Linked DNA regions of Mus musculus: region 2 is linked to region 1. A link is a contact called in public HiChIP or PLAC-seq data. All regions are on one chromosome and are shown on one strand. Each heading gives the region's core, a stretch centred on a gene start, on an enhancer-like site or on the middle of the called end of the contact. The rest is flanking DNA. Distances are from core to core; before and after follow the strand shown. Region 1 has its middle 37 kb from the start of Ifng. Region 2 overlaps Gm33677 (predicted gene, 33677).

Region 1 (5,660 bases), core at 781-3,280:
CTTTGCAGTTTCATGAGGTCCCATTTGTCAATCCTCGATCTTAAAGCACAAGCCATTGCTGTTCTATTCAGGAATTTTTTCCCTGTGCCCATATCTTCAAGACTTTTCCCCACTTTCTCCTCTATAAGTTTCAGTGTCTCTGGTTTTATGTGGAGTTCCTTGATCCACTTAGATTTGACCTTAGTACAAGGAGAGAGGAATGGGTTGATTCACATTCTTCTACATGATAACAACCAGTTGTGCCAGCACCATTTGTTGAAAATGCTGTCTTTTTTCCACTGGATGGTTTTAGCTCCCTTGTCGAAGATCAAGTGACCATAGGTGTGTGGGTTCATTTCTGGGTCTTCAATTCTATTCCATTGGTCTACTTGTCTGTCACTATACCAGTACCATGCAGTTTTTATCACAATTGTTCTGTAGTAAAGCTTTAGGTCAGGCATGGTGATTCCACCAGAGGTACTTTTATCCTTGAGAAGAGCTTTTGCTATCCTAGGTTTTTTGTTATTCCAGATGAATTTGCAGATTGCTCTTTCTAATTCGTTGAAGAATTGAGTTGGAATTTTGATGGGGATTGCATTGAATCTGTAGATTGCTTTTGGCAAGATAGCCATTTTTACAATGTTGATCCTGCCAATCCATGAGCATGGGAGATCTGCTCACATTCTAACTTCGAACTTCTGTGTCTCCTTAAGTAAGTTGCTGTTGTGTGATCCTATTCCTGGGAAGTTGTGAATACCTGGCTACTCATCTTAAAAAAGGAACGCATGACAAAGCATAGTACAAATAGTACCAGAGTCTGACTTGGTGAGCCAGCACATTTTATTTGTGTCATTTATAGAAATCTGGGTTATTTACAGGAGCAGAAATGACACCAAAGACCCAGCACTGGTGATATTTGAGCCAGTATGGGTGGTGGTGTTTGTTCTGGGACACATAGTTAACTGAGGTGCCTATTTGACACCTGACCACCAGGTTTTCCCAGGAACCCCCAGTCACTACCTATTAAAGGGTATGGTTGCCATACCTCACTTCCTACCCTAAACTTCTCCAGCCCAGGGTCTGGGCTGCTCCTTCTTATAAAGTTTAGCCATTTTGGTTACTCAGCCCTCTTCCTTCTTTGGTCTACCCTTTACCATCCTGACATCTTGATCTGGCTCTTCGCTCCCCCTTTCCCTTTTCCTCACATGACACAGCTCAAGGTCATACCTACTCTAGACCCTCCCTGCCTCTGTCTATGCTCCTCCTTTTATCTACAATAAACTTTCTCTTCTACCATACCCAGGAGCAGTCATATCTTTTGGTTTTAATTTTTTCATTCAGATGACAGCTCATAAAAACTGGGGACATAGAGCACACTGAACAGCTTGCCCGCAGCTCAACAGGCAGGAGAGTATCCTCTCCAGGCAGTGCAGATGGTCTGATCTTCTTCCAGGCAAGCCAGCTTGTGCAATTGTCTTTTAGGCAGCTTGGCTAGTCTCTGCTTCTTCCAGGCCTCTGGGCTTGTCTGAGAATGCTGTCAGCAGGTTCTACTTTACCACTTATATCCCCAATGAACTTGGTTGGTTTCAGGGACTTTCTGAAGTTATTCTGAGTTGTTTACTTCCGGTCTCAATGGGTTTCCCTGCAGGATGGAATGTTTCCTCTTCCCTTAGTGCATCATATTGTTTTACCGTACACACATTATGACTGAATGTTCATGGATTAAAAAACCATAATGTACAACATGGTAATATTTAAAGCTAGGAAGTTGTTCAGATTAGATGAGGTCATATGGGTAGAATCCTGGTGTTGGTCTTAGTGTCTTCATAAGAGGGAGAAACTTCTGGACACAGTGACCTGGACCTCTAATCCTAGTTGTATGGGAACCTGGAAGCATGAGAATCACTTGATTCAAGAATTTGGGGAGAGCTTGAACAACATGGAGCTACTTCAACTTTTAATAAAGAACCAAACCAAACCAAAACAGACAAGACAGGAAAGACTAGAGTGCCCACTGCAATACAGGAAGAGGTCATGTGGGTACATGAAGATGTGACAGCTGTCTGCAAGCAAAGAGTTGAGGCCCTTGTTCCTCTGCTAGAGTACCGTGCTGGAACCTTGCACTCAAACTTCTCAAACTTCTTGTTAGTTCTGTCTTTCAATTCTGTGGTATTTTGTTACGGCAGCTTGTGCAAAGACACTATAGATAAACTGTTGCAACCATTAAATACTGAATAAGCAAGCAAGGAGAGATTTGATATTAATCTCACCTAAACTTAGATGTCTCAAGATGGAGAGTCATAATTGTCTTTCAAGATTTCTAATCTGCTTTCTATGTTAGGAGTTTGTGGTGATGTAACCTACCAAGCCGAAATGCTCAGCTCTGCTGATAACCAATAAAACAAAAGCATAACTACCAAATTATTTTAAGCTTCAACATGACTTAAGAAATGATTCTGCTTTATACTTTTGTGAGTCCCGGTGGGATTTATGAAGCTCATTTGTAAGTACAATTTCTGAGCTCATTTAAAATTGTCAGCGAAGGGGGAAAGATGTACCATTTGATCTCGTACATTCTTGTCTCTTCATCTCACTTAGTGACTTTCACTGAGTTGAAGGAAGAAAAGGAGGAGATGCTGACAGATTGATAAAATGCCCTGAGCTCCATAGAGCTTAACAGTGGGGGAAGCCTCCTCATGTCACTGCATGAGTGTCTCAAGGTGGAGGTTAAATCAGACACGTGTAACATGAAGTACTTTAATTTGTGATTGTATATAATGGTTTAATTTTTTATGTTGACTTTTTAGGGGAACAGTAGTTGAAATGATGGATTTTTTTTAACTCAGGGATGATCTGTGTATTCAGAGAAAAAACTGAATAGACTTATTTATAGCTTATAGATAAGTTTATAGGTGCCATCTGTGTGTAGTGGGCTCTCTATACAGGTGTCATCTGTGTGTAGTGGGCTCTCTCCTACTCTCTGTAGTACAGAGTTTAATGTTTGAGGTTTGCTTTATATGTGCTTCTTTTCTTTTCTAAGCCTTAATTTGTAAATCCACAGTTAGCAAAAGGGGGCTTTCCCCATTTTATTATTTCATACCCTCATGATTAGGGACCTTAACTCCATTGAGTTAGTTTTCAGATGTAGAAGAAGCTTGATGGCTAAGTTCAAGGATCGATGGCAGAAGCCAGCCTGGATGAGATAACGTGGGCTGGTAATTTTGCTGTCATAACTATTTTTTCTCCATACAGTTGAACACCGTACTGCACCATATTCATACAGTAGTCAGCAACAGGGAAAGAACGAATTCAGAACTTGCTCCCTCTGTCAGTCCTAACAGAACTCCCCCAACACACCCCAACCCTCGTGACCATCAGTCCTGGAGTAGTGTCACTTTGGAACCATCATCACTCCTTTTTCTATAGAGAGCCCTGGCTAGATCAGCCTTTTATCGTAAGATGCTAGCTGAGGCTTACAAAGTATTTCTTTCATTGTGAGAGTTTCTTATCATTTCCCTGGACATCACACTCTAGTGTCTTTTATTATTGTCCACAATTCTTTCTTTCTCTCCTTTTGCTCCTTTCTTCCTCTTTGGAGCTTTCTCCAAGTTTGAGACTGCACATCATGCTTTGGCTCACACTCTGGCTCTTGGCTGTTTGCTGATGTGGAGGTGGTGTTTGGCTTAGCTACAACCCTGCCAGAGTGAGGAACAGGTCAGGCCCTTATTTTCTGATCATCCCGTAGCTCCTGAAGTGGTTCCAGACCTGTATAGTAATAAGGTCGCTTCCCTGTTTGTCCAGTTTACCTGGCTTCTCCCCTCCCCCATCTCTCTGCCTTCTCTACTCTCTTCTTCCCCTCGGGTATCACTTTGCACTGAACACAGTGGACCCATTATGTAATGCTTCCCATCCCGAAGTCAGGAATCTCAGGAGTCTTGGGCTGATTTCTAAAACCAGTTCACATCTGCCTGTGGTTTTGCTATGACTCAGAGCTTTCTGCTCTCATAGTAGCTGAAATTCAGTCATTGACTAAATCCTGGTGGAGAAGCACAAGCTGGGATGCATGGAGTCAGGCACATGACTGAGTCATTCTTCCTCATGATCTTGGTTTTTGTGGAGGAATCCCGATAACAAACATGTATGCAAATATGTGTCAGAGTAGGTGGCCATGACATCTAAGAACGTGGTCAGCTGTTAGAGAGAAGGTGATGGTGCCAAAAATCTGTGTGAGCAAGAGGACTTTGAACAGAGGCTGAGTGGACTGGTGGGGAGCTATCTGGAGAAGAGAACCTGGGGAGGTCTGAAGGAACAACAGAGTCTCCATGTTGGAATGTACCCACAATGTTTTGGTCATTTTCAAAGAGCCAGTGTAGTTCTAAGGTAGGGGACTGTAAAAGGCAAGTGGCCTCATAGCCTCCAAAAACACGGGGAAATGGCCTAGAGAAAATGAAATTTAAAAGTTAGTTATTCTTTTGGTAAGGTCGTATGCCGAAGACATCATGTACTTATGTTATTGAACATGGAGGCGCCATTCAGGGACCTAACAAGATGCTTCACCTCAATTGACTATAACATTCATGATACCTGGTGACACTCTGCACACTGTCACAAAAGCAAGGTACTCATCAGTATCACCCACCTACAAACCTGCAACAGTTACCTGCCTGCAAGATGCAGTAGTGCGACGTTGTCACAAGTGTTATGGGGGCAACCAACCGCTTTATAAATAGACTTAAAGCGCACTCCCTGAAATGGCCCTCATACCTGACACTGCTAACCTGGCTAACAACTTGAGACTAGATAGGCCAAGAATTCATACTACTATTATTCTGCGAGAGAAATACAGCAATAAAAATGATTCTTAATGACATATTGCTATGTCAGCATATTAGTGTCAGAGATGGGGTTTGGGTCTAAATCCCATTTCATGCTGCTTGTTTAATCAAATGACTAGATACTATAGCTTGACTTTCATGCTTCCTAATTGGGTGAGCTAGGACTGACATCAGTCATTGAACACATGGGCTTCCCTCTGGGAAATGGGTAGCAACAGTTACCCTGAGTGTCATGATACTGAATGAAATTATAAGTATAGAATTAACAGCTAATAAGATTTCAATTGGAATGACTGGTCGTAAGCACACTGAGGTCACATGTTAGTTTTGCTTTGCTGTAGTACTTAACTGTCTAGCAATGCATTACAAAGACAGAGCGGTACAGGGTGGAAGCATTTGGAGATTCACCTCTGTATCTAACATTTGGCTGTAAGGTATCTTATTAAAATATTCTTGTTCCCATCTTTAGCCAACCTCCTAGGGTATTTGTAGCAGCCTAGAAAACTCAACAAGTCTAGACCCACTCTTCTTCCAAGGGCAGCAAGTTAGCTTGCCCTGTTCTTGCTCTCCACTCTAGAACATCATGCAGATTTCAGAAGCTTGTCCCTCTTAGCTGCACGATCCAGCTTCTGTAGCATGGCCGTGGTACAGCATTGTCTGACGACCACAAGAATGAAGTCCTGACATCATCTCAATCTGCCTCTTCACTTATGTGGTTGCTGCTGGTTCATCTCGACCCTGCAGAATCAGGGTTCTAAGAAAAAGAGGAAGATGGCTTGCTCACATACTCCACAGAAGCGGGGAAAGAAACATTTTTTTTTCTTGAGTAATGTAATCTGTATCATG
Region 2 (5,371 bases), core at 1,631-4,130, 550 kb after region 1:
TCCTCTGCAAGAGCAATGAGAGACAGACACTATTCTTAAACAGGGCAGTTGCCAGCACCACAGACTTCCACATGCTCTCCCATGTGTGCCCGTCCCACCTCCCCCTCTGGAATGCCTGTGTGTAGAGTTCATTCTTTGGTTTAGAGAACGTCGGAGAATATTGTTTCTAGAGCACCCCACCACCACCATTGTACAGTACTTACGTAACAGAAGGGGACATTGATGCTCTGGACCAGGAACAGAACCTTAAAGGCAGGTAGATTTGGAATAAATAAGCCTTAGAGAAAACTATTCAGAAAAATGTCCCATCTCCATGGTGTTGGCAGAGGGTCACACAGTGTGGGTGAGGGAGGAAGAGAACAGAGAAAAACCCTTAACAAAAGCCCCACGTCTCCTTCGGAACGCAGATCTCTATGCAAATGTCCAAAAGCGCACCCATGCGCACTTCCATAAATGACCACTGCCTGCCCTGTTTCAGCCAGTCCTCAGATACAGGGAGATGAAGTCAGGCCTCCCAAGAACTGTCACCGTGGAGTCCCTTCTCTCTGCCAGACCTTCCCACAGCCCCAGATGGTCTAGTTTCTCCTTCCCTGTCGCTTCCTGAGGGTGTGGGAGAAAGAAACGAATTAGAAGAGAAGCAACTAGCAAAAGAATTTTCCAGGACTAGCCCAGCAGGGCAGGTGCCAAACAGACCCAGGGTGGTGCGTGGCAGAAATGGCTTGGTGCCTGTGCTTCCTTGGTGCCCAACTTCTCCTGGTAGTGTCACCAAACTGCAGCTTACCACAGTCTCTGATTCTCCTGGAGAGTCTGTCTACAAAACACTGCATGGGAACAAATGATCCATCAGACCCTCCTGGGTGACACAGGGGATTGTGCTAATGGTAGCATTTCCAGGAAAGAACTTCACACGGGGGCAAATCCATGCTTTACCGGTCATTCACTAATTTGTTTATTAAATATCAATTGAGAAACTGTAACATGGCAGTTCTCAACCATGCTGATGCTGTGACCCCTTGATACAGTTCCTCATGTCGTGGTGATTCCCAACCATAAAATTATTTTTGTTGCTACCTCTTACCTATAATTTTACTGCTGTTGTGAGTCGTAATGTAGATATCAGATATGTAGGATACCTGATACGCAATCCCCAAAGGGGTCACAACCCACAGGTTGTAATGTGCCTGAGGCTTTTCTTGGTAGTGTGGGTAGGGTACCAGACTGCTAGCTCCTGGTGAGAATGATGAGCAATAAACAAATCAATAACCATAGAATTAGTGACTGAGAGAGAACAGGGGGGAGGCAGAAGAAAAAGGGTCGGAGGAGGAGTGGGGAGGAAAAGGAAAGATAAATCTCATTAAAGGTAGGGAGAGAGTAGGAGGCACTGACAGGAAGAAGTGAATATCAAGCCAAAGCTCAAGGAAGAGGAAGGAGGAGGAGGAACCGTCTTCAGTATGGTGAGGCTAAGCCCACCCACATGGCTGGTGGAGAGAGTCAGAGAGATGCCAGAGAGTCAGAGGGAGCAGCAGTCAACAAGACTGTATCTATGTCCTTTCTTTAGGATGCTGGCAAGCCACAGAAGGGTTTTGCATGGCAGTGTGAGCTGAGGTGTGGGCTGTACTTTAGAAAATGCTTGAGGCAAAAGCAAAGGAAGAAAACAAGAGAAGCAGGACCAGTTAGTGCAGGCAGCAGAGGGTGGCCAGGCCCCAGGAGATGGTCACAGGAGTGTGGAGGAGGCAGAGGACTTGAGATATATTTGGAATTCAGAGCCCTTCCTCTCACTTCGCAGCTGTACAGTGGACACTCTGGGGGCTGTGCTCTTTGTGCGCTCGTGTCTGGGTTCTGCCTCACAGCGGTGATGGACAGCTCCCAGGGGCTGCAGCCCTCTCCTGGGTTTCTCCCATCTGGAAGATGTCTTCTTGTCCACAGATAAGCATGGTCTGGAGTGCCAGCTGGAGGAATCTGTTTCAGGAGGAACGACCAACAGTGGGGCACTGGTGTTGGAGGGACATGTGTCCCAGGGCCCTGTCATGGAGATAAGGGTTCTAAAACTATTCTAGATACAGTCCCTGGCATTGCTTACTGTTTGTCCTTCTCAATGGACATTTAAATTTACTATCTGACTTCCACTACCACAAAAGTCTCAGACACGTCATAGTGTTTCCCTCTCCCCGCACCCTCCCTGACTTGGCCTAATCGATTGCTTACCTCTCTATTGTGAGGAAACTGTCTTTCTCCCATGGCTGGTAAAGGAAATGCCAGAATCTTCATATAACAGTCTCTTCTTTTCTGTCATGAATTGGTCGATTTATAACAAGGAACAAGCTTTCCCCTCAGCTCCTCTCAAACAGTCATTACCCAACTGCACTTGGAAGATTAGCCTGGCTTATGGAAAGTCAACTGGAGAATAATTGTACAGTAAAAGGAAGACACTTAGAGATCTCTTTCGGGAAAGCAATCAAGGTTTAATCTCAAACTACATAGATGGCTCCGTAATGGACCAGAATAGATGCCAATGGTTTCATAGACGGTAAATAGACAAGGATATGTCTGGGTGATAATTCAACAAAAGGGTCCACGCTTAAGTGAATTTGGCGAGAATCCCCTAAAGTGCTGCTGGATCCTGTATGTTCTTTGTTAGAAGTGACTATAGATTAAAGAGATGTGAGACAAGTGTAAGGCAGAAGACTTCTTTAAGTCAAAATAGACATTTTAGTAACTGGGCTTTGAATACATCCTCCCTCCTCTGACATCATCTAACATTTGACAGCTGTGAATAAATATGACATAAGCCAATGGAAATGCTTAATAATATAGGAACCGAAAGAATACAGGGGAAGCTGAGGCATCCTAGCTTCAGCTCCTCTGACAGTCCAGCCCCCATCCTGTCCCCCTTCTTCCTGACACCCTGCACCTACAGTATCTCACAGCCCAGGCAGGCTTGTTACTGACACCCTAGGGGCTATCCAGGCAGGGTTTAACCCTGGGTTGTGAGGTTGCATCTCTGTGCACCTGGGTAAACTTCAGTATGAATGGCTATGGGATGGGAGTGATTCACCCTAACAGGGTTATTCCAGGGTTAAGTGGGCTAACAAAAGCAGAAGTAGGGCCACCACTCAGGAAAACACCATTTGTCTATTATCTCTACCTCGCCAAAGAAGCATCAGACAGCTAGAGGCCAAGAAAGAAAAAGAAGAGGGTGGGGCATGACACCCGGGGAAGGGTGTCCTGGAGTAACTAAACCTTTGCTGTCTGAATAAGGCTGCTGGTCAAGCAGTGTACCCAATGGGCTGGCCAGCTGGCCTCAGTTTGGAAGGGCAGGAGCTAATAACTCTACCTGTTAATACACTGGGAGTACCGCCCCTGCCTCAGCAGTTCAACCACTGCGAGTCACAAGGCACACATCTCTGCTGATCTTTAACAAATCAGTGTAACAACTCACATCAAAGGCCAAGAAACTGTTAATATTCTGTCTCCATCTGGGCAATTTATTCCAACACACACACAAAAGAAATTTGCCAGAGACACACTGACATTCCCAGAAACGGTACCACTGAAGATAAGAAGCCAGCAAGTAGCAGCCAGCGGCATGGGGATGGAAAAATCAGCAACCCCCTCCCCCCATTTTCTTTGAGAAGGTGATAAACTATTGGATTATAAATATGAATGCTGGAAACCTCTAAAAACGAGTGCTTGTGGTTAAAAAGAAACCCTCATTGGAAGGGTTGTAAATTTGATATGTAAGTTACAGATGGTTTGGAACAACAGAACATGCCAGAACATGGTGGAACTATTCATTTAATTTTTAAAGTGTTAGGATATATTTACTATATATTATTCTAAAAATTAAAAGAGGTTTGAACTTGAGAAGCAAAGCATCTCTCTCAAAGCCTCAGGTTCAGAGACACCGGGTAGCACAGAAAACTACCCCAAAGACTTATCTCTTTCTTACAAGTACTATCAGCCCGCCTGGAGTTTATGTGCAGATTATACACCATCTCCCCGCATAGAAACACACGCTTCCAATAACGTAAACGTTTCCTGTGTACTGAGATCTGTTCAAAACCTTCACAGCCAGCACTGGAGGCCAGTTATCTTAGCAGTCTTGCCAAGGGGCTGCAGCTATGGACCAAGATATTGATTATTTTAAACATCATGTTGGCAAGAGTCAAAACCCTGGCCATTGAGTGAAATGTGATCTGCGTAAAAGGCAGTTTGGCAAAATGCAAACTAGCACTCTCTCCTTCTGACATCAGCAAGCCATCGGCTTTCTAAGCATTTTCTTCATGCCCAAAACTATATTTAGATTAAAGCAAGAAAGATATCACACCCAAGATCCCAAAAAGAAAAGTTTGAGATATGAGTCTCAGATATGGAAGAAAGAAGCTTTTCCAAACCATGTGTCCTGTCCCCTCACTGAGACAGCGACACTGGATCCCTAGCAAAGGCGTGAGATACTTCTCCATAGATGGTGCAGCATGGTCCACAGGCACCAGAGCCAGAATCCTGGGCCACCACAGCGACTGCTCTTGGTAGCTGTATTATGCCCACTTGTGTGGAAGAACCCAGGATGGATCCTAGGCACCCCATAAGAGCAATGTGTCTTTCCAAGAAGACTGGTAACACGAGAGAACATTCCAGAGCACAGAAGATATCTTCTGTACAGGTTAGTCTTCTCCTTCAGCTCCATGTGCTCAGGGCCTGACTTTGGATCAATCCCCTGGAGATATTTGAGCAGTCAGACCATTCTGTGCACTGAAGAGAAACAAAGAAAGTAGTTTCTGTTCTAGATGAGAGGCGAGAAAGATCTTCCTTCTGTCCATCAGTTTTACATCTGCTCAACTATGGGACCCACCCTCCTAGGACCAGTGGTTCTCAACCTGTGGGTCACAACCCCTTTGGGAGTCAGATGGAACCTTTCACAGAGGTCACATATCAGATAACCTGCCTATCAGATATTTACATTATGACTCACAAGAGTAGCAAAATCACAGTTATGAAGTGATGACAGAATACTTTCGTGGTTTGGGGGGGGGGGTGTCAGCACAACATGAGGAACTGTATTAAAGGGTCACAGCAGCAGGGAGGTTGAGAACCAACTGCTCTAGAAGGTAAGTCAAACCAGGTTGCAATTGAGGCAAACAGCTACCCAGTGGTTCAAAGTCAATGCAGAGTGTCATAGATCTCAAATGGCGGTTTCATAACTCCTGCTGGAGTGTCAGAGACAATGGCCTCCACTGAACCAGAAGGGGTGGTTTATGGTTTTTTTCTCGGAGGACTTGAAAGTTCACACCTGGCAAAGCCCTGCAAGGCTCAGGACAAGGTGGTGTCATCCTGGGGAGTGGCTGTCTTCTCTAGCTACCAGCAACTCAGG

The links. HiChIP or PLAC-seq counts read pairs in DNA pulled down with a chosen protein or histone mark.
Region 2: a BATF HiChIP or PLAC-seq map of CD8 T cells shows a contact between it and region 1, with 5 read pairs. The contact joins two enhancer-like sites. A contact is called at or near these places in 2 of 115 datasets of contacts at active chromatin or transcription factors (CD8 T cells and microglia).

What each region holds. Positions count from the first base shown.
Region 1 is chr10:118,475,466-118,481,125 of GRCm38.p6, forward strand. No RefSeq gene overlaps it. Among named protein-coding and RNA genes, the nearest start is that of Ifng, 37 kb to the left of the region's middle. Within about 2 kb of position 2,031, at least 21 of the 459 cell types and tissues checked have an H3K27ac peak or open chromatin away from gene starts, as enhancers often do. A contact at or near this core is called in CD8 T cells, where this site is marked.
Region 2 is chr10:119,025,846-119,031,216 of GRCm38.p6, forward strand. Gm33677 (predicted gene, 33677) reads right to left here. Exons shown (of 4, transcript NR_152787.1): 4 at 2,445-4,752. Among named protein-coding and RNA genes, the nearest start is that of Gm33624, 21 kb to the left of the region's middle. Within about 2 kb of position 2,881, at least 37 of the 459 cell types and tissues checked have an H3K27ac peak or open chromatin away from gene starts, as enhancers often do. A contact at or near this core is called in CD8 T cells, where this site is marked.